3 separate regions of the Mus musculus genome follow, and all the other regions are linked to region 1. A link is a contact called in public Hi-C and HiChIP or PLAC-seq data. All regions are on one chromosome and are shown on one strand. Each heading gives the region's core, a stretch centred on a gene start, on an enhancer-like site or on the middle of the called end of the contact. The rest is flanking DNA. Distances are from core to core; before and after follow the strand shown.

Region 1 (5,032 bases), core at 1,474-3,973:
ATTCTAGGGAACCGGTTAGAGAACACGATTAGATTTTCCAGGGTTTCCCCTGGACATTCTTACATTCTCTTTGGAAAGAGTCTCTCAATCTCTCTCAATTTCTCTCTCTCTTTCTCTCTTTCTCATTCTCTCTCTCTCTCTCTCTCTCTCTCTCTCTCTCTCTCTCTCTCACACACACACACACACACACACATTCTCTCTCTCATCTCATTTCCCCCCTCCGTCTCTCTTCTCTTCTCTTCTCTTCTCTTCTCTTCTCTTCTCTTCTCTTCTCTTCTCTTCTCTTCTCTTCTCTTCTCTCTCTCTCTCTCTCTCTCCTTTTACACTCTTACATATTTATTTTTACTCTAGTCACAATAGCTAAGGTAAGAAATGAGCCTAGATGTCTTTCAAGAGATGGATGGATACACAGTGGAAGTTTATTCAGCTCTAAGCAAAGATAGAATGATGTCATTTCTAGGAAAATGTCTAGAACTAGAGATAACTGTGCTAGGCAAAACAAGCCAAACCCAGAAAGGCAAATCCCACTTTTCTCCTAATATCCAGAGTCTAGACAGGAATATATATTAATATAAGAGGAGTTGGAGTGGTCTAAAGGAACTGGGGGTATATAATGGGAAAACAAAAATGCAAATATAATTTTTCTCATATCCAGAAAATATATATGAGAAAGGAAATCAGAAAGGGGAGTTTGTGTTCCAATTGTGTGCTGTAAGTTAGCAAGACCTGGCACGTCACCCAGGCACTTGACTGCTATGGTCTTCTCGTAAGGATTACTATTCATGGGCCTCCTCCTTCCATGTTCGCACTCACTGAGCCTGCAGACATCTGGAGTCTGCCTCTGGCTCCACTCCAGATCTATAGCTGTGCTCTTGTCCTTTTCACTAGACTTGGCAGTATTTGGTTTCCTGTTTTTGATTCTTGGCTTGCTCAAAAAATGTACCAATGGTCACTCTCACTCCAAAGCACTTTATTTTTACGATTCTGCAAGGAGGCAGCACCCACCTCTGGTCAGGAGCCACACTGACTCTCTCAAAATCAGTGGGCCGTACATGAAGATTCTCATCAGTAGTTATTCATATAGTTTTACTTTATTAATACCATTCTCATAGATGCAATGGCAAAGTCCAGATCACTGCTCACTGTTTTTGTTTGTTTGATTGATTCTTGGGGTTTTTTTGTTGTTGTTGTTGTTGTTTGTTTTTTGCTTCTCTTCAGTATTCAGAGTAGGTTGCAAAGGCACTGGATTCCTAGTGAAGAGCTAGAGCTATTACAATAAATCTAGGATATCTATATCTATATCTATATCTATCCTCAAAGTGAAGAGTTTCTGTTTTACAAATCAAGCAACTCATTATTGTATAGATTAAGGAACAGTCCTGAGCACTGGGTAGCTGCTGTGAGTGGAATCACAGAGTCTGAATCATCTTCTTCATCTTCAAGAGTAGTGAGCTAAATTTTTCAGGTATTCAAGAGACACTTATTGAGAACCTACCATGTATGTACTAATTATGGGACTAGAACTTGATACAACAGTGAACAAAATCAGGCCTGGGCCCTGATGTGCCTAAAGCTTAAATCATGCCAGTGCCAAAGAATGAAAAGAGGTTGTTATTCTCACTACTTCAGAGAACTATGGAGATCATGTTGCCAGGTGGGTCTAAGAAGCAAGCAAAGGCTAATCAGAGGGCCTAGAAGAATGGCTCACCAGTTGGAGTGTTTACTGCTCTGCCAGAAGATCACAGTTCAGATCCCAGGGCTAATGTCATGTGGCTTACAACCCCCTATAACTACCACTCCAAGGGATCTGCTATCCTTCTGACTTCCAGGGGCACAAGTATGCATGCAGAACATACACACACACACACACACACACACACACACACACACACACACCATAAAATGAATTAAAAGGACAGTCATAGAGTGGTATTGTAAGGATTTCTATCTTTATTCAAAGAAAGGTACACTGGGAAGGAGATGTATTTCAGAGCATGCTATGATCTGTGCTTTGAAGATGTTAGTTGCCTCTGTGGAAGTAGCCCAAAGGACACATGTCTACTAGCTGGAGGCTAACTTGGTAGATCCAAGAAAGATACTATGCTGTCTTAGACCATTACCTAAGCAGGGAGGTCAGTAGCAGTGGTGGAATTCAAGTAAAATGTAGAAGTGAGTTAATAAGGCTTACTGATTGGTTAGAGATAGACTATAATACTGCTCAAATTATGGATGCTTCAACTAGCCAGTCACTTTATAAAAATGCTCACCTCTCAAGCTTTGCTAAGAAAATGAAAGTCATCAGAGAAAACCTTCTTTCTTACCTGTCCACAGTTCTGCCCTTAAAAGGGGCTGAGGGAAGGTTGTGTCTTCAAGGGAGAGAGTGCTTACAGTTAAAGTAAGAGAACAGAGGACAAGCTCAGACATGTTTCTAAAGGTGATCCGGAGACTGTTGCATGTAGTTTTACTCTCTACCCACTGTGGCCCTGGGAAGGTGGCCCCCTACTGGAGATATCTCTGTAAGACTTGGCTGCCATTCTTAGCTCCTTACTTAAGTCTGGAAGACAGAGGACATGTCTATTGATCTGCAAAAAGGAAATGCAAGAAAATGATAAGAAGTGGTGAGTGGGAAATACTTTGTCAAACAAGGCAAGTACTGGTGAAAGGTACAGGAAAAACATTTTAAGGACTTGTGGCTAGATACTGAAATCAGCTGATCTTCTAGTAGAAGGCTTGCTTACTCACTGTGTATCAACATTGGAGACTTGTGTGGTGCCAGGTGGTGGCAGCTATACAAACGGTAGAAACTTTGTATCCAGGGATGTCCATACCTGCTTTGAGTCATTTTGGATCTCCTCCAGGATCTGGCTTGTATCAAAGATAGTGGTGTACTATGCATAAAGAAAACCAATGGGAATTGTGTCTATATTTTCTGATTTGAAAAAAGGGTACATAAAACTTTTACTATACAGCTAATTTCCCTGTAAGATTGATGACTAAGACATATGACTTATCAACTCTATAACTGTGACCATTTTCTTTCTAAGAAAATGAAGGAAGAAAATCTCTCTCACATTAGTTATAAAAAAAATACCTAGAAATAAACTTAACCAAGGAGGTGAAAGTTCTTTACACAGAAAACTTTAAGATGTTGAAAGAAAAATTAATGAAGACACTAGAAGGTAAGAAGCTCTCCTTTGTTCATGGATAGGCAGAATTAATATAATGAAATAAGCTAAAAGCTAACTACAGATTCAGTGAAATCCCATTAAAGTCCTAATGCCATTTATTTTTTTTTCACAGAGTTAGAAACAAATTTCAAAACTCACATGGAAACACAGAAACTCTAAATAGCTAACACAATCCTAAGCAGAAAAAAAAACACTGGATCGCAATACCCAATCTCAAAGTATTCTACAGAGCCATAGTGACAAAAACAGAATGATTCTGACACATAAGGCAACATACCAAGCAAAAGATCAGAATAGAAGATCCAATCCCCTTTCCCAAAAATAGAACAGGGCCTAGAGTGAGTGGTTGGAGTGTCTATGTAAGTGAGCTCCAGAACAGCCAGAGATACACAGTAAGATCCTGTCTCTACAAACAAACAAACAAACAACAACAACAAACCCAAATACAATAAAATAAACCCCTCCAGAAAACCAAATAACCCTATTAAAATGGGGTACAGAGGTAAACAAAGAATTCTTAACTGAGGAATGGCTGAGAAGCACCTAAAAAAAATGTTCAACCTCCTTAATCATCAGGGAAATGCAAATCAAGACAACCCTTGAGATTCCACCTCACACCAGTCAGAATGGCTAAGATCAAAAACTCAGGTGACAGCAGATGCTGGCAAGGATGTGGAGAAAGAGGAACATTCCTCCATTGCTGGTGGGATTGCGAGCTGGTACAACCACTCTGGAAATCAGTTTGGCTGTTCCTCAGAAAACTGCACATAGTACTACCAGAAGATCCAGCAGTACCACTCCTGGGCATATACCCAGAAGATGTTCCAACTTGTAATAGGGACACATGCTCCACTATGTTCATAGCAGCCTTATTTATAATAGCCAGAGGCTGGAAGGAACCCAAATGTCCCTCAACAGAGAAATGGATACAGAAAATGTGGTACATTTACACAATGGAGTACTACACAGCTATTAAAAACAATGAATTCATGAAATTATTAGACAAATGGATGGGTCTGGAGGATATTATCTTGAGTAAGGTAACCAAACCACAAAAGAACACACATGATATGCACTCACTGATAAGTGGATATTAGCCCAGAAGCTCAGAATACCCAAGATACAATTTACAAAACATATAAAACTCAAGAAGGAAAACCAAAGTGTGGATACTTCGATCCTTCTTAGAAGGGGAAACAGGATACCCATGGAAGGTGTTACAGAGACAAAGTGTGGAGCAGAGACTAAAGGAATGACCATCCAGAGACTGCCCCACCTTGGGATCCATCCCATAAACAACCACCAAACCCAGACACTATTGCAGATGCCAACAAGATTTTTTTTGACAGGAGCCTGATATACCTGTTTCCTGAGAGGCTCTGCCAGTGCCTGGCAAATACAGAAGTGTGTGCTTACCGTCATCCATTGGACAGAGCACAGGGTCCTCAATGGAGGAGCTAGAGAAAGTACTCAAGGAGCTAACGGTGTCTGTAACTCTATAGGAGGAACAACAATATGAACTAACCATTACCCTCCAGAACTTGTGTCTCTAGTTGCATATGTAGCAGAGGATGGCCTAGTAGGCCATCAATGGGAGGAGAGGCCCTTGGCTTTGGGAAGGTTCTATGCCCCAGGGACAGGAAGCAGGAGTGGGTGGATTGGGGAGCAGTGGGAGAGGGGAGAGGATAGGGGATTTTCAGAGGGGAAACTAGGAAAAGGAATAACATTTGAAATGTAAATAAAGAAAATATCTAATAAAAAAAGAAAGAAAGGCTGGGCATGGTGGCGCCCTTATTCCCAGCACTCAGGAGACAGAGGCAGGCAGATTTCTGAGTTTGAGGCCA
Region 2 (5,032 bases), core at 840-3,339, 210 kb after region 1:
AAGATAGAAACCTCAGGCCGGGATTAAATAATTTTTACAACATAATTTAAATTTTCTCACCCAAGATTGTTAGTTCCCAGCTGTGCTTCCCAAGGACTTGCTGACTGTGTGTCTCCAGGTTAGCTTTGCTCCATCAGCCTGTTCAGGGTCCACTTCTCATGATCCCATGTGCCCTGTGCTCATGATCCCCTCAGCTTCCTGGCAGCCTCCTCCTCTCTTGTCCTCCTTTCCTCCTCCTCCTCCTCCTCCTCCTCCTCCTCCTCCTCCTCCTCCTCCTCCCCCTCCTCCTCCTCTTTCCTTTTCTCCTTATGGTCCCTGCCTGCTACCCCTAGTCCAGCCCAGTAACTGAAATTCCCACTCCCTCTGTTCTCCCTAGTAATTAGCTATAGCCACTTTTATTTGACCAATAGCTTTAAATTGGAGAGCAAGCTTTATACAACAAAGGCTGGTGTATGTGGGAATTGACTCATGTGAGGGCAAGTAGATCTTGGGAGTCAGTATTTAGCATTCATACATTTACATACATAGCACCAGACCAATCCCCAACATATATGTGTGTATATAACACATAATATATAATATACAACATATGATATGTAATATATAGCATGTTATAACCTATAACACAACACATAGCATATATAATATAGAATATTAACACAACATATAATATATAATATAGCATATAATATATAATATGTGCATATATATATCCATTCCTCCTCCCTTTTCTTCCTCTTATAATAAGAATGGACACATTCTTTCTACTTGATGGTTATGTGACGATCAGGTAAAGCTGTTAGTTACATTCTTAGTTTGTAGTTGAAAGTCCAGGGAAAGTAGAGAACGGAGATGAGCAACACTTTGCAGACTTGCATATGACCACAGAAATGTATCTATGCCTATAGCATTTACACTAAACAGCATAAGCTAAATACTGTATCTTTCTGCTAAAGGCTACTGTAACTTAGTGACAATTAGCCCAGGCTCCATGTGAGAATACAAGAAAGAAGTTAATTTCTACTCTAGAAAGCAAGGTTTGCTGCTCCTTGAAGAAGAGACACAGCTAGGTAGCACTGTGTTATTACTTCATCAAATCCTCACTGCAAGTCTCCGAGGCAGGTAACATCATTGCACCGTTCTAGTTATGAAGAAACGAGGGGATGAGAAAGCAGGTCTCACTCTGAGACCACGAAACAGGGGCAGGAAGCAGAAGCTGAGGGCATAGGAAAACTGAAGAGTAACAGGTTAACAGGAAATAGAAGCTGGGCCTGCTGGAAGGAACCTGGAGTCCTAACTATTCAGAGGGACTGCAGAGTTCTGGGCAAGCCTGGGCTACACAGTGAGTGAGGCCAGTCTGACTTACATATGTAGTGAGGCTGTCTCTAAATCTGAAAAATTATTTTTAAAAGGTCTGGGGATATAGCTCAGTGTATATGCGCAGTATACAGTATATGTTCATCCCAAGCACGAGTAAGGCTTGTCTTTACTCCCTAGTACTTAGTAAAAGAAAAAGAAACTAGATACTAGACCGTCGAAGAAACTATTTGAAAGCAAGTATGAAAACTAATGTGAAAGTTAATTTTAAATAGCATATAAATAGAAGGATTTGCTTTAAAGGAAATGATAGATAATTTAGTGAAAATTGAAAACTGTGGAAACAAAAACCTGGAAACAAATTGGTAGTAATTAGGGTCAAAATTGGACATAAAAAATGTAAAGGTAAACTAAAAAACTGAAATATTGAGAATACAAGTGGAGCAGAGGCTGCCTGGGAGAGACTGGGGTTGAGGAGCAGAGAGGACAGAAGAGGTAAACAGCTTCGAAAGGAACCCCTGGGTGTGACCTCAGTGGGGGTGAGCTCTGCTTCGAGCCAGTAGAGCCCTCCCACGCCCATCGCCCTTACAGAAACGGCAGCTTTTGTGTTCGGAGTGGTCAGAAGTAACGACTCCCCGAGGTTCTCGTTCTGAACCTCATTTCCAGATGTCCTGAATTCGGGCGATGGGAGACCCATTCTCGCCCATCATCCATAGGGAAGGCCATTTCTTCTTGTTTCGGGGTGAACTTCCATCCTCAGCTCTTGTGCTCTTCCTCCCTCTATTGGCCATTCTGAGAACTGCATCCATGAACTAGCTGCCGGGCCGGCGGAAAGCAAGCCTGGAGCGAGGAGAAAAAGCTATTTCCAGAGATGAGACTAGAGCCCTTGAGAGGTGTGAGGAGGTGTTTGGGAACTCGCAGTTGTGAGTCAGAAGAGAGAGGGGAGTGTACGTGAGGAAGCTTCATTATAACTGAAGACTTCATTAGGATAGTCAAGACCGTCCCTGTATATGTAAGAGAGCTGGGGTGAGGTACCCTTTTCGTGTGGGTGTCAGGAGGGAAGGGGATTCTGATGGAAGAACATAGTTAAAAATGGGTGCAGGTGGACCTACCATCACCACCGTCACCATTATCAACACCACAACCATCACCACCACCACCATCACCATCATCGCCACCATCCCCATCATCCCCATCATCGCCATCATCGCCATCACCACCTCCATCATGCTTAGAAACAGAGAAGTCCTGTGGTGTAGGTTGCCAGGGTTCATGATCTGAAGTTTTCCAAGTAACACTAGAGTAAGAGAAATAAGGAAATGCTTGTCAACGTGTATACATTTCCAACTATAGGACGAGCCAGTTCTAGGTCTGGAGAGACGGCTGGGGGTGGGGCTAACGTGCTTACGGTAGAAGCATGAGACCCGAGTTTCACCTTCAGCACACCTACAGAACCTAAGTGAAGCTTCAAACACCTGCAACAACAGAGGCAGAGACAGGAGGCTCTCTGGACCTGCCTGACAGGCTAGTCCTGCTGCTCCCACGAGCTTCAGATTCTCTGACAAATACACTCACATGTATGTCTGTTTCTGTGGCCTGGGACTCAGGTTAGACTCATCTCCTGGTACGTGGCCCAGATACTTCAGTGCCACAAGCAATTGCTTTAGTAGGAGTGTGTGTGTGTGTGTGTGTGTGTGTGTGTGTGTGTGCTGACCCAACTGCAATGGGAAGAATTCTGTGCTCCTTACTCCGAATAGTCAATTTGTTAGAATCTGATAGTTATCATTCAAAGGTGGTATAAACTGGTTGGATTATATACCCACATTATGTAGATTAAATGGCACAGAGACACAAACACGCTGTCTTCATTGGAGACGGACTCCGGTTAGGTCTACTTAAGAATGAAGGCTGAATATGGACAGAACAGTTGGCAAGAAAGATTATGTTATATTATATTCTGATTTAAAAAAAATATTGAGAGCCGGGCAGTGGTGGTGCATACCTTTAATCCCAGCACTTGGGAGGCAGAGACAGGCAGATTTCTGAGTTCGAGGCCAGCCTGGTCTACAGAGCGAGTTTCAGGACAGCCAGGGCTACACAGAGAAACCCTGTCTCGAAAAAACAAAAAACAAAACAAAACAAAAAATTGACTCTTCGGCCTCTGCTTCCCAAGCGCTGGGATTAAAGGTGTGCGCCACCACCCCCCGGCAAAAAAATTGATTCTTTTTATGATAAAGGTAACTATGATCATTTGTAAAATATAGACAAATAGAGAAAAAAAATATCATTTAAGCCCAACAGTGTGGAGACACACATCATAAATGCATGTGTAACACAGAAGTCTATGATGCCATACTTGTATGGTGGGCGCACACTTTCAACTGCTTCCTGCTCACCCGTCTTTGGGTTCACTATGGTTAGTAATGCAGGTCCTGCCGGCTCTTGCTACAGCCTGCTTGTTGTAGCATTTCCCTGCCAGCCATCACCTTTGTCTCTCAGTGGGGGAGTTTGTGAAGCACTCCACCTCCTCACAGCCCCCAGAGGCTCTCTAGGCATGCCACCCTGGCACTACTCCAGACTCACAGGGAGAAGTCCTGGCCTGCAGCCCCTGCCACCACCCACAAGGCTGGCGTCCCTCCCCCCTCCCAGGGTGACGTGCTTGCGCTTGCGGGGTCCGCCATGGCCGAGCTGATGGGCCTTAATGATTTGCAGGACTTTCGAGAAAACACTTTCTCGATACTTTTTCAACGAGTTTGCTGCCCCCCCCCCCCCCCCCATGATTCAGAACTGAGTCTAATGAAAGGAGACCTAGCAGGCAACTACAGAGCTGTCTCCCGGCTTCCCAAGACCAAGCATCTCTCATTAGGTAGACTTCTCACTCAGCTTTTACGATGGAAGCTCACCCCACCGATTTGTGAGTTATAGCCAAGGAATCTGAAACCCCTGTTACAAAAGCAAAATGAAGGACACTTTCAGGTGAAGACAGAAATCGTAACACTGAAATTATAAATAAAATTATAGGTACAAAGGCTGAGATACAGCAAAGAGTAACATACGCCAAAAGCTGCCTGCTACCCCCATCATTTTACATTTTTTCTTTAAAACATTACACTGTATATTTTATATACATTCTGTCACTAGTTATTCTTCACAATGGCATTTTAATGATCCTGTAATGTTCTGTTATATGACTCTAACCTTTTACTATTGTTGCACTTGGACATTATCTTCACTTTCTATTATAAATTACTATGAAGAAATTTTAATTTGTACTCTCTGTCACCATATCTGCTTTTACCTAAATTCCTAGGACCCAGAGCTAGGGAAACGTCAGCTTAGATGACATGGCCTGAATTCCCTTGGCTCTGCCACGGAACTTCTTAGAAGTAGGCCGTGTCAGTCTTCTGGAAGTTTAGTGCTGTCTCACTAATGATAGTCACACTGCCTCAACAGTCTGTGTCCTCAGGTGAGGTGAAGGTGTGGCTTTGGGGGTAGAGAAGATAGGAATTTTTGTGTTCTGATTCAGGGTCACACTACATGGCTCCGCTGACTTGGAACTCCATATGTAAACCAGGCTAGCTTCGAACTCAGAGAGATCTATTTGGCCCTGCCTTCCAAGTGCTGGGATTAAAGGTATGCACCATTAAACCTGAGACCAGGATGTCTTTGAATGCATAGAGATCCTCTTGGCTCTGCCTCCCAAATGCCGGGATTC
Region 3 (5,032 bases), core at 1,041-3,540, 140 kb before region 1:
CAAAGCATTGATCAACTGAGTTGCTTGTCTTGTTGATTCAGTGCCACCCCTGCATGTTGATCAACAGATAAAAAAATGGCCCCCAAATTAGCCTTAATTTCACTACTTTCTAGTAGTACAGTCTATCATTCTCATGTAGACATTTACATGTATGCATGTATAAACACACATTAAACAGGTAAACCAAACACACACACACACACACACACACACACACACACACACACACACCCCTTAAGTGACTTAAAAAAAAGATTATGTCCACATGTATAACTGTTTAGACAGTTGTAAGCCACCAAGTAAGTGTTGGAAACCATGTCTTCTATAAGAGCAGTAAGTGCTCTTAACTCCTAAGCCACTGTCCCAGCCTCTATTTTATTTTTAAAGAAAAAAAAATCTTCCCATTGTTTCCTTAGACTAAAATGTTATTTCTCCTATTGTAACATGATTTATCATTAGGAAACAGATTATACATAAAAGCTTGTGTGGCCTACAATAATATTTTGAAGATAAATATACGGTCAATAACTAGAACTGGTACTCAATGCCAATAGTACCAGCAGAAGAATGATCTGTGAGTTCCAGGCCAGCCTGAGTTACTTACTGAGAGCAGGCCTTAAAAGAAAAAGGGGAAAAGAAGGTAAGCCTAGAGTGTTGGTGCAAGACTTTAATCTTAACACTTAAGACATAGCCTAGTAAAGAGTTACATAGAAAGCCTGCCTCAAAAAGGGTGATGAATATTTAAAACAATCTTATTAAAAAGTTGGAATTGGCCGGGCAGTGGTGGCGCACATCTTTAATCCCAGCACTTGGGAGGCAGAGGCAGGCGGATTTCTGAGTTCAAGGCCAGCCTAGTCTACAGAGTGAGTTCCAGGACAGCCAGGGCTACACAGAGAAACCCGGTCTCAAAAACAAAAAAAAAAAAAAAAAAAAAAAAGTTGGAATTGTAGCTCATTGGTGAGAATTTACATTCAATTTTTAACACTGTAAAATCAAAAAACAAAACACCAATGTTCAAGTAAACATGAAACACTTTACAACTAAGCAAGGGAAGAGGATTTGGTCGTTGATCTTAGTATCTGAGATAAGTTTACTGCCTAAATGGCTTCCCTATGAACAGCATTGGAGGACAACCTCTCAAAACAAGTGAGGAATTCTAACAATGCCAGCAACAACAATGACAGCAAACTAGAACGTTGGCTCTTCAGGAAAACGCCCGATTTAAGTTTACATATGGAAACCTCAAGAACAAATGACCCAGAAAGGGTATTTACTTGCCTTTCCTCTGGATTCTGCAAGTTAATCTAGCAGAGGAAAAGGTGAAAATGAAATGGATTAAATGTCTCCCTACTTTAAAGAAAAAAAAACCTGTAAGTCCTAGTATACACTCAGTTGAAAACCCACTTTTCCTTCCCTCCCTCCCTCCCTTTTTCTTTCTCTCTCTCTCTTTCCTTCTCTCTCTCTCTCTCTCTCTCTTAAATAATTTATTACTTTTTATTTTATGGGCATTGGTGTTTTGCCTGCATGTCTGGATACCCTGGAACTGGAGTTATAGACAGTTGTGAGCTGCCGTGTGGGTGAGGGGAATCGAAACCTAGTTCTCTGGAAGAGCAGTCAGTGTTTTTAGCTGCTGGGCCATCTCTCCTCCGACCCTACCCTGAGAACCCGCTTTTCAAAATGTACTTATACTATAGCTATTTTAAGTACAGCTTTTGCATCCTTATAATGTCGTAAACTGTCATCTTTATTCTTGGAGTATTTCAGCAGACACACTTGTTGAGTTTTCAGGTTAAATATTTACACTGCCACTACTGATTATGTTACATTAATAAGTTCAAATTCTAAGGATATCATTTCACAACAAAAATCTATAAAGTAATTGAGAGAAAATAACTCCCTGCTTTAAAATGTGTAAGAAATTTATTACTCAAGAATCTAGACAAATTTTTAACTATCTCAAATTTTTATAACATTATTTAAAACATATCATAAGAATGTATTCATTAGAAAAAATCCTGAGAATAATATTCCCAAAGACTCATACTTTGGGGGATGGGATGTGTATGTGGGGGATAAGGTCTCCCTACAGAGCTCTGGCTGTCCTGGAAATCATTATAAAGTCCAGGCTGGCCTTAAACTTAGAGTTCTGTCAGCCTGCCTCTGCTGAGATTAAATACCTGTATTACAACTCTTCTAAAACTATAATCTTTTAAATACATAAAGGCTGAGGAGATGCCAGTGATGGTTTGTTTATGCTTGGCCCAGGGAGTGGCATTATTTGGAGGTGTGGCCTGATTGGAGTAGGCGTGTCACTGTGGGTGTGGGCTATGACCCTCACTGAGCTGCCTAGAAGCCAGTATTCTGCTAGCAGCCTTCAGATAAAGAAACAGGACTCCCAGCAATGCCTGCAAATGCCGGCCTGGATGCCACCATGTTCCCGCCATGATGATAATGGACTGAATGGACCTCTGAACCTGTAAGCCAGTTACATGTTGTTCTTATAAGAGTTGCCTTGGTCGTGGTGTCTGTTCACAGCAGTAAAACACTAAGACAGAAGTTGGTACCAGGGACTGGGGTACTGCTGTGATCGGCCTGACCATGTTTTTGTTTGGAAGAATGTAGATTTTGGGACTTTGGATTTGGAAAGCACTGGAATGCTTTAAGTGGGTCTTAATGGGTCATCCTAGAAGGAATGTGGAAGACTTTGTTGCTGAGAGTGGTTTGAACTGTGACCATCTGACCCACGAGGTTTTAGTGGAGAATTTCAGTATGTGGCCTAGAGACTGTTTTTGTGGTTCTTTGGTGAATGTGACTTTTTTTTTTTTTGCATTGTCCTAGGAGTCTGCCTGAGGCCAAGAGATTTAGATTCCTTTGAAAAAGGAAGTCTCAAAACAGCCTGGGGTAATTTCTGTTGTATGGTTACTAAAGTTCACTCTTATGAAAAACATTTTAATGAAAAGGAACAAGCTGAGAAGAAAGGACAAATATAAAATATATGGTTGGAATATTAAAGGGGCACTCAGAAGTAAAATGGAGCTGAATCCTGTGTTCACAGATAGTAAATGAATTAAGGGAGTAGTGAGTGACCTTGGAGCAAAATCCACCCAGCTAAGTTTAGGGCCAGGCATGGAAGTACACACCTTTACTCCCAGAAGAGGAAGACAAAATGTGAGTTCAAGGTCCAACAGAGCAAGTTCTAGGTGAACAAAAACTTAAATCCTGGCTTGGTGGACCACACCTTTAATCCCAGTGTTTTAGGAGAGAGGCATACAGATCTATGAGTTCAAAGTTAGTTCTCTGAGTTCAAAGTCAGTCTACAGAGCAAGTTCCAGGACTGCCAAGCTTAGGCAATGAAGGAGTTGGGAAACAGAAAGCTGGTGAAAATATAATAGAATACAAGAGTAGGCCATGTTCCAGCCCCAGCAAAAAGCAGAACTCAGCAACTTTGGTTATTTGGCTCTGGCTTTAAGAGTCCAGAATAGAAGAGACTACTGGATTAAATGATGCTGGTTAGCTGGAGATAAGAAATTAGTGGTGAGGGGGCTAGAGAGATGGCTCAGAGGTTAAGAGCAGTGGCTGCTCTTCCAGAGGTTCTGAGTTCAATTCCCAGCAACCACATGGTGGTTCAAAACTATCTCTAATAAGATCTGGTGCTCTCTTCTGTACTGCAGACATACATGCAGGTAGAATGGTGTATTTATAACAAATCTTAAAAAACTTGAATTAAAAATAAATTAGCTGGGTGGCACACACCTTTAATCCCAGCACTTGGGAGGCAGAGGCAGGCAGATTTCTGAGTTCAAAGCCAGCCTGGTCTACAGAGTGAGATCTAGGACAGCCAGGGCTACACAGAGAAACCCTGGAAAAACCAATCAATCAAGAATAGAATAGAATAGAATAGAATAGAATAGAATAGAATAGAATAGAATAGAATAGAATAGAATAGAATAGAATAGAGGTGATTAAGAGACCAGCACCACTAAAGTGAAATCTTCTGGGAAGTGTTTTCTGAGAGCACAAAGAAGTTGTGATCCAGAGATTGTCAAGGTATTTTCCCCTGTTGCAGCTGTCTTTTGGTAATGTGTAAGAGTCACCCAGGCGCTACTGGTTTTGAAGGCATGAAGAGATCATGATGAGCAGCTGAGGCCTGGCACTGAGAGAGTCCATGGAAGGCCACTGGTGAAGGTTCAGCCCTAAATGCAGTTTGGCCCAGGACTGAAGGGGTCATGCAAAAGAGTTGAGCTTTGACACTAAAAGGAGAGCCTGTGAGAGGCTTTTGGTGAAACCTAGTTGTAGTGGAAGACCCCAGCCAGCTTATTGGAGATGCCAGTACCACAGGATGATCATCAAGAACAGCAGCAACAGTGGGAGTGGATCAGCTGGAGGTTATAGTGCTACAGAGCACAGAGATAGTGACGCCAGCCCTTTGGAGGAGCCCAGAAGATCATGTGTGGATCCCAGACACTGAAACAAGAAGCTGTGATACTTGGAGACCCCAAAATGTTTGAGATGTCAGAGCCATAAGATATCTCCTGAGACATGCTGCTAACAGGATGTGGAACCAGTCCAGGAAAAGAGAAAGGGCCTGGAGATGTGAAGACCACTTTGACATCAGACATAGAGATGCAGAGTCTGGAGTTTGCCCAGCTGTTTTCCTGTCTTGATTTGGGTATTACAGTTAAGCGATTGGGTGGATCTCAGAAGAGACTTTTTAAATTTTTTATTATGCTGTGGCTAGGTATGGCCCCCCCCCCATAGATTCATGTGTTTGAATAAGTCTATGGGGACCAGGGAATGGAATGTGATAGTTTGTATGTGCTTGGCCCAGGGAATGGCATTATTTGGAGGTATGGCCTTGTTGAAATTGGTGTGTTCTGCTGTGCGTGGTGGCGCACACCTTTAATCCCAGAACTCGGGAGGCAGAGGCAGGTGGATTTCTGAGTTCGAGGCCAGCCTGGTCTACAGAGTGAATTCCAGGACAGCCAGGGCTATACATACAGAGAAACCCTGACTTGAAAAACCAAAAAATTGG

Evidence for each region. A called contact is a pair of places that touch in the nucleus more often than the background predicts. HiChIP or PLAC-seq counts read pairs in DNA pulled down with a chosen protein or histone mark.
Region 2: a Hi-C map of the Ba/F3 cell line shows a contact between it and region 1, with 2.8 times the contacts expected there. The contact joins two enhancer-like sites. A contact is called at or near these places in 2 of 39 promoter capture datasets (the 3T3-L1 cell line and hippocampal neurons), 1 of 15 datasets of contacts at CTCF or cohesin (the NIH/3T3 cell line), 37 of 484 Hi-C or Micro-C datasets (the AML12 cell line, the Ba/F3 cell line, CD4 T cells and 25 more) and 2 of 115 datasets of contacts at active chromatin or transcription factors (epiblast stem cells and extraembryonic endoderm stem cells).
Region 3: a contact with region 1 is called in an H3K27ac HiChIP or PLAC-seq map of embryonic stem cells, with 8 read pairs. The contact joins two enhancer-like sites. A contact is called at or near these places in 2 of 115 datasets of contacts at active chromatin or transcription factors (embryonic stem cells and extraembryonic endoderm stem cells) and 3 of 9 other capture datasets (adipose tissue, liver and pancreatic islet).

Annotation. Positions count from the first base shown.
Region 1 is chr5:90,380,823-90,385,854 of GRCm38.p6, forward strand. No RefSeq gene overlaps it. Among named protein-coding and RNA genes, the nearest start is that of Gm9958, 16 kb to the left of the region's middle. Within about 2 kb of position 2,724, at least 33 of the 459 cell types and tissues checked have an H3K27ac peak or open chromatin away from gene starts, as enhancers often do. A contact at or near this core is called in the Ba/F3 cell line, the G1E-ER4 cell line, embryonic stem cells and 1 more, where this site is marked.
Region 2 is chr5:90,587,037-90,592,068 of GRCm38.p6, forward strand. The region is part of intron 12 of Albfm1 (albumin superfamily member 1); the gene reads left to right. Among named protein-coding and RNA genes, the nearest start is that of Gm42109, 4.6 kb to the left of the region's middle. Within about 2 kb of position 2,090, at least 48 of the 459 cell types and tissues checked have an H3K27ac peak or open chromatin away from gene starts, as enhancers often do. A contact at or near this core is called in the Ba/F3 cell line and the G1E-ER4 cell line, where this site is marked.
Region 3 is chr5:90,244,446-90,249,477 of GRCm38.p6, forward strand. It overlaps Ankrd17 (ankyrin repeat domain 17), which reads right to left. Exons shown (of 34, transcript NM_030886.2): 29 at 1-49. Among named protein-coding and RNA genes, the nearest start is that of Cox18, 23 kb to the left of the region's middle. Within about 2 kb of position 2,291, at least 23 of the 459 cell types and tissues checked have an H3K27ac peak or open chromatin away from gene starts, as enhancers often do. A contact at or near this core is called in embryonic stem cells and extraembryonic endoderm stem cells, where this site is marked.